Regions from separate parts of the Mus musculus genome. Here regions 1, 2 and 3 are each linked to region 4. Evidence: chromatin contacts called from public HiChIP or PLAC-seq, capture Hi-C and promoter capture Hi-C data. All regions are on one chromosome and are shown on one strand. Each heading gives the region's core, a stretch centred on a gene start, on an enhancer-like site or on the middle of the called end of the contact. The rest is flanking DNA. Distances are from core to core; before and after follow the strand shown. Region 1 holds the start of Srp68 (signal recognition particle 68). Region 2 holds the start of Evpl (envoplakin). Region 3 holds the start of Ten1 (TEN1 telomerase capping complex subunit). Region 4 holds the start of Mxra7 (matrix-remodelling associated 7).

Region 1 (2,868 bases), core at 358-2,857, 550 kb before region 4:
CAATAGTATATGCCTATTATCTCAGCATCAGAGGGGACGGCGGGCGATGAGAAGCAGCTCAGGGCCAAATTGGGCTACACAGCCAAACTCTGTCTCAGAAACCAACAAACCAGCTGGAGAGGGCTCAGTGGTTAACAGCACTTCCTGCTCTTCTGGAGGAATCCAGGTCGGCTCCCAGCACCCACGTGGAGGAACTAAACATCTGTAAGTCTAATTCCTGGAGATCCATATGTTCTTCAGGCCTTTGTGGGCACCAGGCACACATGTGATACACAAACATGCAGGCAAACACACACATAAAATAAGATAAAGCAACATTTAAAAGTATTTAAAATAACACGTTAAAAAAAAAAAGCCACATGCTATTAGAACCACACAAATGATATATAAGCTAATACAAACCAGAAAATGTTTCCTGAGGGTTGGGAAGACTGCTCAGCTGGTAAAGGACTTGCTGTTAGCAAGCATGAGGTCATGTTGGGATCTCCCCAGAACCCACGTAAAAAGGCCATACTGTTGTTTGCACACGTAATCCCACAGCTGGGATGGCAAGAGACAGAAAGATCCCTGGAGCCCACTGGCCATACAGTCTATTCCAAGTAGTGAGCTGCACTTTTGGAGGGAGACCCAGTCTCAAAGGTAGAGAATTAGGAAGACGTTGACCTGTGACCTGCAGACACAGCACCAGCGCTTACACCTACACCCATACCCATGCGGACTTGGACACTCAAAAAAAAAAAAAAAAAAGTAACTCCTACAGTTCTTCGAGAAGAGTCCAACAAGATAAAATGCCTTACAGACCTACTTTTGAAAAAACAAAAAACTATACACATGATATTAACAAACTAAAGTAACTACTATTCAAAACAGGTAAGCAGCAGCTTTCCTGGAGAGCACTCTCCCTCCATTTTCAAAGCATCTCGCTGTTTTATGACCCAGGGTTCGACAGCTGTCCGACAACAGCTCCACGCTGAAATGTCAAGGCTGCAGTTTCCCCTCCACAGTCCGGTGGCTCAAGGTACCGACCAGGAGCTCTGTGGGGTGGGCAGGGTGTCAACCCCGGCTCAGCCCTCCAACTGGACATCTGAGGGGCACAGAGGGAACCCTGCCTACCATCTCTATACCCCTTGCAAAAACAAGCTCCGGAAAGCCAGGACGAGAGGCAAACCATGCACACGGGAATGCCGAAAGTGAAGGGCAGGAGGCAGCGGCGCACCTCGGCTCCGCAGCCCGGTGCTGGCCCCCGCCGCCTCGCCCGCCCCCAGCCCTCCGAGCGACACGTAGTCATTGCGAGTTAGGCCACCGCTCGAGGATACTCTCCAAACTCAGGCTGTCCCCGAACTCTTTGTTTGCCTTCGATCCGGCTGAAGGGCGTTCGTTTTCTTTATTCTCGTCTCCTCCGGCACTGCGTCCGCCACCGCTCCCTCCGCCGCCGCCGCCGCTGCCGCTTCCACCACCACCACTACCACCACCCGGGATCTGCTTCTCAGCAGCCATCTTGCCCCTGAGCCGCAAAGCACGATGGAACGGAGCAGGCGAGACGACCAGCGGCGAGAGAGAGCGGCACTTTCCAGGCTGGGCCGATGGTACACTGACGGACTCCGCCGCAGACCGCGGATGTCTTGGGCCTCTGTGGTGTGTTGGTGTGCGCCTGCGCCTCCTGGGTTGAATTCGTGGCTGTTGCTGGGTCTCCGCATTTCTAAGGATTAGCCTCGCTTCAAATCTACCAAGGATAGGAGGACCCGAGAAAGATGCCCACCTCATGCATCCTTGCACCCAGAGAATGGTAGTGTACGCCTTTAATCCCAATACCGAGGAGGCTGAGGCTGGAGGATTGCCTCGAGTTGAGGTCAGTCTGGGTTGCACAGTTAGACCTTATTTAAAACACACACACACACAGACACACACACACACACACACACGAAGAGGCCTCGGTCAGAAGGCAGTGTCCCCAATAGGAGCTTGAGACCCGTGGCCTCCTCTAGATCATGTGACCATCCAAGTATGACTTTTATTAATCTTTGCGGGCGAGTACACCAGGAGTCTCAGTCTTGTGCCAATCACGGCAGGTGAAAAGAAGCTGGCCGCGTAACTCAGTCTACCCTTTTGTGTTACTAAAGGAGGTTGCAAAAAAATGTATGACTCCAACCCTTCCCCCCATCGGAGTTCAGAGATCAGCTAGTGTGGAGTACTAGTTCTCCAGCAAAAATATCAAGGAAGACTGGGCCTGGGCAGATGGCTCAGTGGTTAAGAACACTGGTTGCTCTATCAAGATGATCTGGGTTTAATTTTTAGCACGAGAATGGTGGCTCAAAACCATCTAGAATTCCAGTCCCAGGGATCCAACCCTCTTCTGGCTTCGTAGTCTACAAAACACATGTACACAGACATACGTGTAGACAGAATGTTCATATACATAAAACAAAATAAAAATAAAGGTTAAGGCTTTTGAAAACAAAAAATTAGACAAACTGCTTTCAGAAGGTGGGAGGCAAAAACTAACCTCAAAAAGTGGTCCTCCGAATTACACTCACATACTGAGCTGTGAAGCATGGGCCTGCACACACACACACCTAAACAATAAGCCATGGAGATGGCCCAGCAGGAAAAAGAACTTGCTATATAAACTTTTTAAAAAAGATTTTTATTTATTTATTATTATATCTAAGTACACTGTAGCTGTCTTCACACACAGATCTCATAACAAATGGTTGTGAGCTACCCTGTGGTTGCTGGGACTTGAACTCAGGACCTTTGGAAGAGCAGTCAGTGCTCTTAACCACTGAGCCATCTCTCCAGCCCCCACCTCTTTTTTTTTCAAAGATTATACTAAAGGTGGTTTATTGGGAAGCTGCTCTCTGACTGAGT
Region 2 (3,319 bases), core at 281-2,780, 590 kb before region 4:
TTTTATGTGTACGGATGTTTTGCCTAAATGTATGTCTGTGTATCATGTGTGCGTCTGATGCCTGTGGAGACCAGAACAGGATTCCCTGGACCTGAAGATGAATGTAGAAGCTGGGAATTGATCAGAGGTCCTCTGGAATAGCCAGTGCTCTTAGCCATTAAGCCATCTCTCCAGGCCCCAATCTCACTGTGTGGCCCTAGCTGGCCTAGCCTCCAACACACAGATCCGCTAGTCTCTGCCTCTGTCTGGAGTGCTGAGATTAAAGGCAACGTGTTAATTTTTATTGTACGGAAGCGAGCACTTTCAAGGTAGGGATGCCAGTGTTTTGCTGGCTAGGGCATTCCCAGAGGCTAGGGCAGTCTGGGCATAAAGAAGAGCTCAAGGAGTTGACACCTCTGAGGGGAACAAGGAGCCCTCAGCAGGACGTGTGAATGAAGTTACAGGAGTCTGGGACTGGGACCAGGACGCTTCTGGGACTCCAGGGAGAGCCCAGCCTCAGGTTGGGCCTCCTGACAGAGATGCTTCTGCTGGGAGCTATGCACCCCACCCTGGGCTGGGCGCAGTGCCTCAGGGAGACAGGTCACTGCAGTGAGAGTCTTAAGCACTGTCTTTCCTGTTGGCCCAGATGCCCAGCCTCTGGGTTGGCACCCTGATCACTGTCGAGGTAATGGGTACCTGGATCTTTGCCTTTCATCTACACTCTTATCTTGACACCTCTGCACCCCGACCGACACCTGAATCCAGGCAGGCTGCCATCTCCTAGAGAGGGCTTGGGGCCAGTGAGTGGGATGAACGTGGTCAGTTCTCTCTGCAGAGAGCCACTGATCAGAGCATGGCACCACCACCTCCTGTCACCCCCATGAGAAAGGCCTCCTGACTCTTGAAGGAGACAGACAAGACCCAGGGTTGGGACCTGGGGGGAAAGTGGTTTAGGTGGGGTGTACTCCAGCTCAGAAAGCCCTCTCTCTCTTGAGCCTCTTACTCCTGCCCACCCTGAATCCACACTCACTCCAAGATTTAGCCAACCCAAGTGCACCATCAGGGTTGCGTGCCAAAACAGGGAGCCAGATTCTGCTGGTCCCAGCCATCCCGTCCCGCACCTCTGAAAGGGCACCCTTCCCCTGTGCCCCCCAACATCCCTCATCCGCAGGAGAATGTGGGTGGCAGCAGGCTATCCATCCCTTGCTCAACCTGGGCCACAGGCAGGAGAGAGGCCCTTGGGCCCTTAGCCTAAGGACACCAAATGCCAGAACTGAGCTCTGCCGCCAACAGGTAGTTGGAACATACCTGGGCCCTGCACCACCCTGATCCCAGCACCGCTACCCAGGGCCCCACTCACCGATTGTGCTTGTTGGGGGAGCCCTTAGGGGACCCCTTGGCTGGGGAGCCCTTGGGGGACCCCTTCCCCTGGGAGCCTTTGCTCAGCCCCTTGAACATGGTGGTGAAGCAGGTGCCGGCTCAGGCTGGGCTCTCCTGGGAGGAGGGCGGCGGGAAGGCGACGCGCGTCCTCGCTGGCTACTAGCCGGGCTCTGGGGAGGTGGGGCGGCGGTCGGGGAAGGCAGTTTCTGGGAGGCTCCTCCCTGCAGGTGCGGTGTCTCTGCCAGGCCCGGCCCGCGCATGCCCCAGCGCCCGCCCCGACGTGCGCAGCCAGCTCCTGCACAACCAGTCTGGGAGGAGAGGGCACAGCCCAGGGGCGGGGCGCCCGTACGACTCCCACGGAGGTTTGGACTTGTTACACCCACATGCCCAGCCAGAGAGCGGGGATCACACCCAGGTGGGGAAGTGGCCAGGCTGGAGCATAGCGAGACAGACTGACTCAAGCACTTGTTCAGGTCCTGGCTCAGCGGGTCCTAGAGCTGGGGTTAGCCAACCTCAAAGGCTCTTGCACAGAGGTCCACTATCAACCGGGCCCCCACCCATAGCTCGGCCTGCCAGGAGAGGTGGAGAAGTGGAGAGGTGGGGCCACCCGGGCCTTGCTCTGTCTCCCACGGAGTGCTAGTAGACATTCACATCAGACAGCTATCTTTTTTTTTTCTTTTAAGCTTGAGAGAGGCTTTTGCTCTGTAACCCAAGCTGGCAACCAACCTCCCCGCCTCAGCCTCCCAAGTGCTGTCATTACAGGTGGGAACCACCATAACTGCTCTCAAATCTATTTTTAAAATGCGGGTGCCACCCAGCTGGTTCTCCATGTTCAGATAGGAACTCAGACTAGCTTCTGAGAGGCCAGGCTACCCAATGCATACCTTCTCAAGTCACGACCAGAATTGATCAGCCCTGTAGAGGAGCCGCAGGTCTCTGAAGTCCACAAGTACCCTGCTTGTTACTTTGTCTGGTTTCCAGGTAGAAAAGCCACTGACTAGTCCTTGTGGTTTCTACCAAGTCAGACAGACTGTCTGATGATCACATTGTCTTAAGATTTAGTGGCATGGGGCTGGAGAGATGGCTCAGTGGTTAAGAGCACTGACTGCTCTTCCAAAGGTCTTAAGTTCAATTCCCAGCAACCACATGGTGGCTCACAACCATCTGTAAAGGGATCTGATGCTCTCTTCGGGTGTGTCTGGAAACAACTATAGTGTACTCATATAAATAAATCTTAAAAAAAAAGGGGGGGGGCTGGTGAGATGGCTCAGTGGGTAAGAGCACCCGACTGCTCTTCCGAAGGTCCAGAGTTCAAATCCCAGCAACCACATGGTAGCTCACAACCATCCGCAACAAGATCTGACTCCCTCTTCTGGAGTGTCTGAAGACAGCTACAGTGTACTGTATATATTAGTAAAATAAATCTTTAAAAAAAAAAAAGATTTAGTGGCTTGTCTCTCACATCTGACGCCAAGTCAACTCCTATTTCTAGCAGGGCCTCGGTGCAACAGAAGAGGCCCAGCCGTCTTTTGGCTGCATCTCACCAAGAAGCTACTGATCATGGCCACTGAAGTAGAGAGAAGATTCCATTTTCAGCTCCTGAAAGAGGTTGCTAGTAGCAAAGGGAGCCGAAGAAGGCGGAGGGAGGACCTGGCAGAGCCAACAGCCACAGGAAACACAGTGGCCTACGATGCCCACTGCTCCAGGCACAAAATGATTAGTGAGATGTCATCAAGGGTGCAAACCACTCAGCCTTTGTCCCAGCCCTCCCCCATTTCAATCCCGGTGACAATTTCCTTCTAAACACTAATGTCACGCCTGCAATCAGCTCTCCTCCCAAGGGGCTATTTAAGTGACTGCATAGCCCAGAGGTCCGCACTAACTACCACCTTCCCCCCCAGCCTGGGTGTCCACACAGCTGTCTTCACCTTTGAGACAGGGCACTTCCCGGGAGGCAGTA
Region 3 (2,898 bases), core at 362-2,861, 630 kb before region 4:
TGTGGTTCTGAGAATATCGGATTCATTCTGAGGTCTGACAGGTTCTCCACGGACTCTCACACTTTCTATTACTTTATACTCAAACTACCCATTACATAAAAACAGAATCTGATAGTGTTCCAAAATAGTTCAATGTCTGGTCTTGCAATACAGTTCCTCAGAAAATCAGTAGGCGGATTTCGCCACCCCCTCTCTGTTTTGTCTTCAGTGCTGAGACTCAAACCCACAGCCTTGAGACACTAGGCAATCTGTGTTCCACTGCGCCACACCTTTGGTATCGGGAAGCTTTCTTACAAAGTGAAGGTTCACTTTGCACTTAAAGAACTTTCATAGGGATGTTTGGAACAAAAAGCTTTTTTATTATTTGCCTCTCTGTCTCCCCCATCCCCCCAGCGGGCTTCACTAGTGTTTGCCCGGCCTTCTGGCCCACCCTCTCCCACAGTTTCGCCATGTAACCCTGGCTGACGAACAGGAACTAGCTCTGCAGACCAGGCTGGTCTCAAAATCAGAGATCAGCCTGCCTCTGCCTCTGCCTCCTCCGAAGTGCTGAGATTAAAGGCATGGGTCACCGTGGCCCAGTTCAAAAGAACTTTATAAATTAAAGTTTCATCTTATTGTGTGTGGGGGTACAACAGCCACCTCTAGCAAATGGTCAGAGGACAATCTAAGGGAGGTGACTCTCTTTCTACAAATTGAAATTAGATGATTAGGCCAGGTAGCCACCTCACCATCCCTTAAAGTTTGTTAAAATTAAAAAAAAAAACAATTTTGGGCACAACCGTTCATTATTAGCATTTTTACAACTATGCTATGCTATCCTACTAAAAGATCTAGATGCAAAAGTAATATTATTTTTCACACATAAAATTGAATCATGAAGTATTCAATTTAAGCCTTTAAACGACATGCGCGGTAAGAAGACCTCCCCAGACTGCAGCTGTAGTTTGGGCATACACTAATGTGCTAAGATACACCTACTTTTTAAACCACATGATTTCTTCAGGGTCTGCGATGCCAAATTCCCTCATCTTCTTCACCATGGTGGCACTCTTCTTAACAGCCACCTCGTAACGCTGGCTTCGAGTGAGGAAGTTATAGTCCTCATGTTGGAAGTCTGGATCGTTCAGAATCAAGTTCTCTGAAAGAGGGTTAAATGACATCAAGAGAAACAGGTACTCACCCTCCCTGACTCCCATCAGATTAGAACAGAGGACGTTCCCCTCCTAATCCTGACACCGGACGCCCATCGAAGTAGGGGTCCCCGCTTCCCCTCAACTCCAGAGGCCCCAAATCCTCATTCACGGGGGTCTTTCGCCTGGTTCGGTATAAGAGGCCCGGCCCTCCAGGCTCACCGATTTCTCGACGGCGCCGGGTGTTCTCCGGACTACCATCCAAGATGTGCGTGATTAACTCTGGATTGAAGGTGGCGGCGGCCCGCTCCTTGCGCAGATCGGGATTCATGACGGAGACCAGTGCTGGGGGCAGAGGAGGTGGCGACAGAAGTGACAGGCACCAAAGCGATGACAACCTGTCTCCGCAGCTCAGGCGCCGACCAGGCCCTATGAGCGGAGCGAGACAGCCCTCGGCCCCGCCCCCTCGAGCCGTCCCCGCCCCGTCCCCGCCGCCACTCCTCACGTGACCGGCTGCAATCCCCGACGCTGGTACCGCCCGCCGGACGGACGAATCCCCTGCTGCGGGCCAGGGGAGGTCCCCGAGCGGCTCCTCGCCAAGGAAAGCAAGGTAAAAGGTCAAGGGACCGCAGTGGCACTGGAAAGGGAGTGGGGCTCTTCCCGGACCTCACGTCTCCAGGTTCACGTGATCTTTCCGGGAGGAAAAGAGCCCTGGAGACGCGCGCAACCGATTGGCCAGGGCCTTGAGGGGCGGGATTGCGCCTGCGCTGTGGGACTCACCTCCTTTCAGGCTAGGGCGGTGGGTGTGTGTGTGTGTGGGGGGGGGGTCCTCTCACCACAGTGTCCCCGGAAACCAGAAGGGAATGGGTGTCAAGGGTCTCGGGCGGGGTGAGGAGGCTAATAGAGGAAAGCTGTTGATTTTACTGGAACCCAAACAAATTGGAGCGAAAGGGTAACAGGACAAAGGTTACGTTCGGGAGACGGTTCATTGTCGTTGGCTAAAAATATTGCCGACTTGACTGACGTTAGAGACTTGGGATGCAAGGACCTGGTCCTGCGGAGCTTCCGGGTTTATGCACTGGGCCTGGATTTAAAGCGAGAGGGAACAGGTCCAGTTTCTCTACATTTTATAGCCCAAGTCTTTTCCCACCTAAACCGGCAGGGCAGGTCCTAGAAATTTTGAAATCTAGACTTTACTTTGCCATATCATTATCGTCATCGAAGATGTACCTACGCCTAAGAAGTTCTAGCGTAGGATTTATAACAAAGAGTTCCTGAGCCTCAAAGACAGCCAGTTTTCACCAGTTTGTTTTTTAATTCTTCCTTAAAAATTGCTAAGTAGTAGGCTGGAGATGTCGAGCATGCACTAAAGCCAAAATATAATCTCAAAGCACAGCATAAACTGGGCACCGTGGCACACACAGGCTTGCAACTTCAAGTGGAGGTCTGAGGATCACGAAGTCCAAGATCATTATCAGCTATATAGAATCGGACTGAAGGCAGCCTGGGCTGTGTAATGCCTTGTTTCAAAAAGCCTTTAAGTGCTAAGTAAAATGCACTCTTTCTTCATTTGATTTCATGCCACCAAAAAGAACTACGCCGGTAGTGGCGCACGCCTTTAATCCCAGCACTGGGGAGGCAGAGGCAGGTGGATTTCTGAGTTCGAGGCCAGCCTGGTCTACAAAGTGAGTTCCAGGACAGCCAGGGCTACACAGAGAAACCCTGTCTCGAAAAAAAAAAAAAAAAAAAAAAAAGAACTACATTTCTT
Region 4 (2,883 bases), core at 157-2,656:
GCTGAACACAATAGTTCTCCTATTCAGGGCTAGTTAGAAGCCACTCTAATGACACAATTAGTCACCCACTTGTCAAGCAAAGAGCCTGCTAGTAGGGAGTCTGGCAGACTCAGCAGAGAAAGGCCTGAGCCCAGTCTCATTGCCGCCTCTCCTGTCCCAAGAGCTTCACTCCAGGGTAAACCATTGTATCCAGCAAGGGAAGGAGGCGGCTGCAGAGAGCCAACAGCTTGCCCACGGCGGCTAGCCCACGGCTTGCCCACAGCTTCCACTATGCTAGCCCACGGCTTCCTAACCATCCTGCCACCCAAGAACAAAGTATTGAAATCTGACCAGAGACCAGAGCATGTGGCCTGGCCTGGCACTGTGACATCCCAGTATCCCGGGCAAGCACGGATCCAATCTGCAAAGATGCATCTCAGAGACTGAACGCGTGAGGGGTACCCTGAAGACTGGTCAGCTGATAGCTCCTAGGAGGTGGGCAAGGTAGTTTGGGGGTATCAACTGCGATGGTCAGGGCCTCCTCTTGCACCTTTTGTTTCATATAAGCTGGGCTCATCCCAACGCAGGGGGTGGGGGGGTGAGGAGGTGTCAACGCCTACAAGCAGTTTGAAAGCTACAATACCATGGTCCCAGTAAGTGCCTTCCTCAGTCCCGTCCTTCCAGCCTCACAAAACGCCCACACTGACTCTGGAATCTGGATTCGAGTTGACCTAAAAGACAGGCAACTTCTCTTCTTGCACATCCCACCCCAAAGTACTGTGTTGTCAAGAGAGAGCTCACTTTAATTCAGACCTTGAAGTAGGACACGTGTTTGTGGATTTAGGCAAGGGTGGGCAGAAGCCAGGCAAGAGGAGGGTGCTGCAGGGCAGAGTGTCAAGGGCCTTGAAAGGCCCGGGACGGCCAGGACGGGGAGGAAGGGAGGACAGCTCCAAAGCAAGGCACTTGGAGGCACTTTGGGGGAGGATGGAGCGTCCCAGCCCCAGGAACCCTCCTTTCCTGCCGGCCACTAGCTCGGCCCTTCCTGGGCAGGTCCAGCCAGCAGGCTCGTAGGCGCCCTCCCGGGGACCCCACGGCGATCTCGGAGCGTACCTGCCTCCCCTCGGCCGCTGGCTCCTCCGCCTCGGACTCCTCCGGCTCCGCCACGCGCTCGGACTGGCTCGGTCCCTCCGGTGCAGGCTCCGGGGCGCAAGACTCTGGAGGTTCAGGCGGCGCAGGAGCCCCGGGGGCCTCGTCCGAGGCGGTGCTCTCCGGGGCCGGGACCCGGGCCGCCCCACGCCGCAGCAGCAGCCAGGCGAGCAGCAGCGCCAGCGCCGTGACCAGCGCGGGTAGCGCGGCCAGCAGCTCGACCGGCGACTCCATCGCGCCGTGGCCGCCGAGTGGCCGCCAGCCCGGACCCCGAGGGAACCCGCCGCGCCCCGCCGCCAGGCCACGCCCAGGGGCGGAGTTTCGTCAAGCCCACGCCCCTCGCGCCCTGGAGTGATTCGGAGTTCGGACCTTGGGAGGCGCTGAAAAGCTCGCTCTGGGGCACCATCTCAGCTCAGGCTTCAGTGCATTTCTGCCCTACAGAAGTTCATTTAGAGATGGTAGTGCAAACAGAAGAGAGCATCAGATTTCGTTACGGATGGTTGTGAGCCACCATGTGGTTGCTGGGATTGGAACTCAGGACCTATGGAAGCGCTCTTAACCGCTGAGCCATCTCACCAGCCCTTCCAAAGAACTCTTAAGTTTCTACTAGGGACATGGTGGCTCTTGCCTTTGATAACAAATCCCAGAACTCCAGAGGCAGAGACGGATGGGTCTATGTGCGTTCAAATACAGCCTGCTTTACACAAGCAAGCCCCAGGCTGTCTAGACTGCCTATGAGACATGGCGGAAAGAGATGAGAGGTTGGCAGCATGGCCCGCAGTTGCAGCATTCACAAGTTTCCGTTAACCACCACTGAGAAGAGACACATCCCCTCCAGCCCAGAGGCTGTGGGGATAGGATTGGGCTCTTCCTGCTGCTGGCTGGAGCTCACAGCTGTGAAGATGGTGTTAAGAAGGCTGGTTTTGTTTTTCTGTATCTTTCCCACTGCTCTCTCTATTGGTTAAAGTGTAAAACACACTGTAGCAACTGTCTACCTCCCTAGCACACCCCATCCGCCTTTTAGTTACTTTGAATAAATACAGGGCAAAGTTTGTCAGAAACAAAGAACAACAGAAAGCAACTGGGCTTAACAGGTGCCTGTAACCCCAGCATTCAGGAGGTGGAGGTAGAATTCATTCAAAGCCTGTCAGGGTTACATAGTGAGTCCCGTTTCAGCCTGAGCTACATGAGACCCTGTCTCAAAAGAACAGAAAGGGGTTGGGCTTCCCAGCTATTTAGAAAGCCCAGTAGACCAACCTGAGCAGTCTCAGCTCACACAACAAAACGGGGCTCCAGCTTTGGCTAGATGCTAGACCAGAGTTGTTTTGTTCTTGACATGTGGCAGAGGGGAAGGAATCCTAAGCCTACCAACATACTTACACATACAATGGTAAGTGCTCTACCACGGTAGGAGCCACATCCTACCAGGGAGAGTGACTATCTTACTGGGAAGAAACAGCACCATCTCACTTGTGAGCTCCAGCCATGACAGGAGGATCCCCTGTCAGCAGCGGGAAGGGCCCAATCCTATAACCACAGCCTCTGGGCTTAAGGGGGGATGTGTCTCCTCTTAGTGGTAGTTGATGAGAAAAACTCAACTATACAAAAAAGGCTTTGTCTCTAGGCTCCTGGCTTCTGACCCCTACAGGCCATGCAACGTATATGAGCCTTATTTTAGTCTAAGACCCTGAGCCCTTCCAGTGCTGGGATTACAGATGTGAGCTACCACACTCTCCTGCTCCCAGGTTCTGTTTCTTA

The links. Promoter capture Hi-C pulls out the DNA fragments that hold promoters and counts their contacts. HiChIP or PLAC-seq counts read pairs in DNA pulled down with a chosen protein or histone mark. Capture Hi-C pulls out chosen DNA fragments and counts their contacts.
Region 1: an H3K27ac HiChIP or PLAC-seq map of microglia shows a contact between it and region 4, with 5 times the contacts expected there. The contact joins the promoter of Srp68 here to the promoter of Mxra7 in region 4. A contact is called at or near these places in 3 of 39 promoter capture datasets (hippocampal neurons and liver) and 2 of 115 datasets of contacts at active chromatin or transcription factors (bone marrow-derived macrophages and microglia).
Region 2: a capture Hi-C map of embryonic stem cells shows a contact between it and region 4, with 4 times the contacts expected there. The contact joins the promoter of Evpl here to the promoter of Mxra7 in region 4.
Region 3: a promoter capture Hi-C map of liver shows a contact between it and region 4, with 2.8 times the contacts expected there. The contact joins the promoter of Ten1 here to the promoter of Mxra7 in region 4. A contact is called at or near these places in 2 of 39 promoter capture datasets (cranial neural crest and liver) and 1 of 115 datasets of contacts at active chromatin or transcription factors (large pre-B cells).

What each region holds. Positions count from the first base shown.
Region 1 is chr11:116,272,610-116,275,477 of GRCm38.p6, forward strand. Srp68 (signal recognition particle 68) reads right to left here and starts at 1,608. Exons shown (of 16, transcript NM_146032.3): 1 at 1,317-1,608. The coding sequence starts at 1,497.
Region 2 is chr11:116,236,561-116,239,879 of GRCm38.p6, forward strand. Evpl (envoplakin) reads right to left here and starts at 1,531. Exons shown (of 22, transcript NM_025276.3): 1 at 1,340-1,531. The coding sequence starts at 1,437. Gm33250 (a long non-coding RNA gene) reads left to right here. Exons shown (of 8, transcript XR_389161.4): 8 at 1,587-1,666.
Region 3 is chr11:116,197,244-116,200,141 of GRCm38.p6, forward strand. It overlaps Ten1 (TEN1 telomerase capping complex subunit), which reads left to right and starts at 1,612. Exons shown (of 4, transcript NM_027107.1): 1 at 1,612-1,740. Acox1 (acyl-Coenzyme A oxidase 1, palmitoyl) reads right to left here and starts at 1,802. Exons shown (of 14, transcript NM_015729.3): 1 at 1,353-1,802; 2 at 979-1,138. The coding sequence starts at 1,461.
Region 4 is chr11:116,826,640-116,829,522 of GRCm38.p6, forward strand. It overlaps Mxra7 (matrix-remodelling associated 7), which reads right to left and starts at 1,407. Exons shown (of 4, transcript NM_026280.3): 1 at 1,090-1,407. The coding sequence starts at 1,359.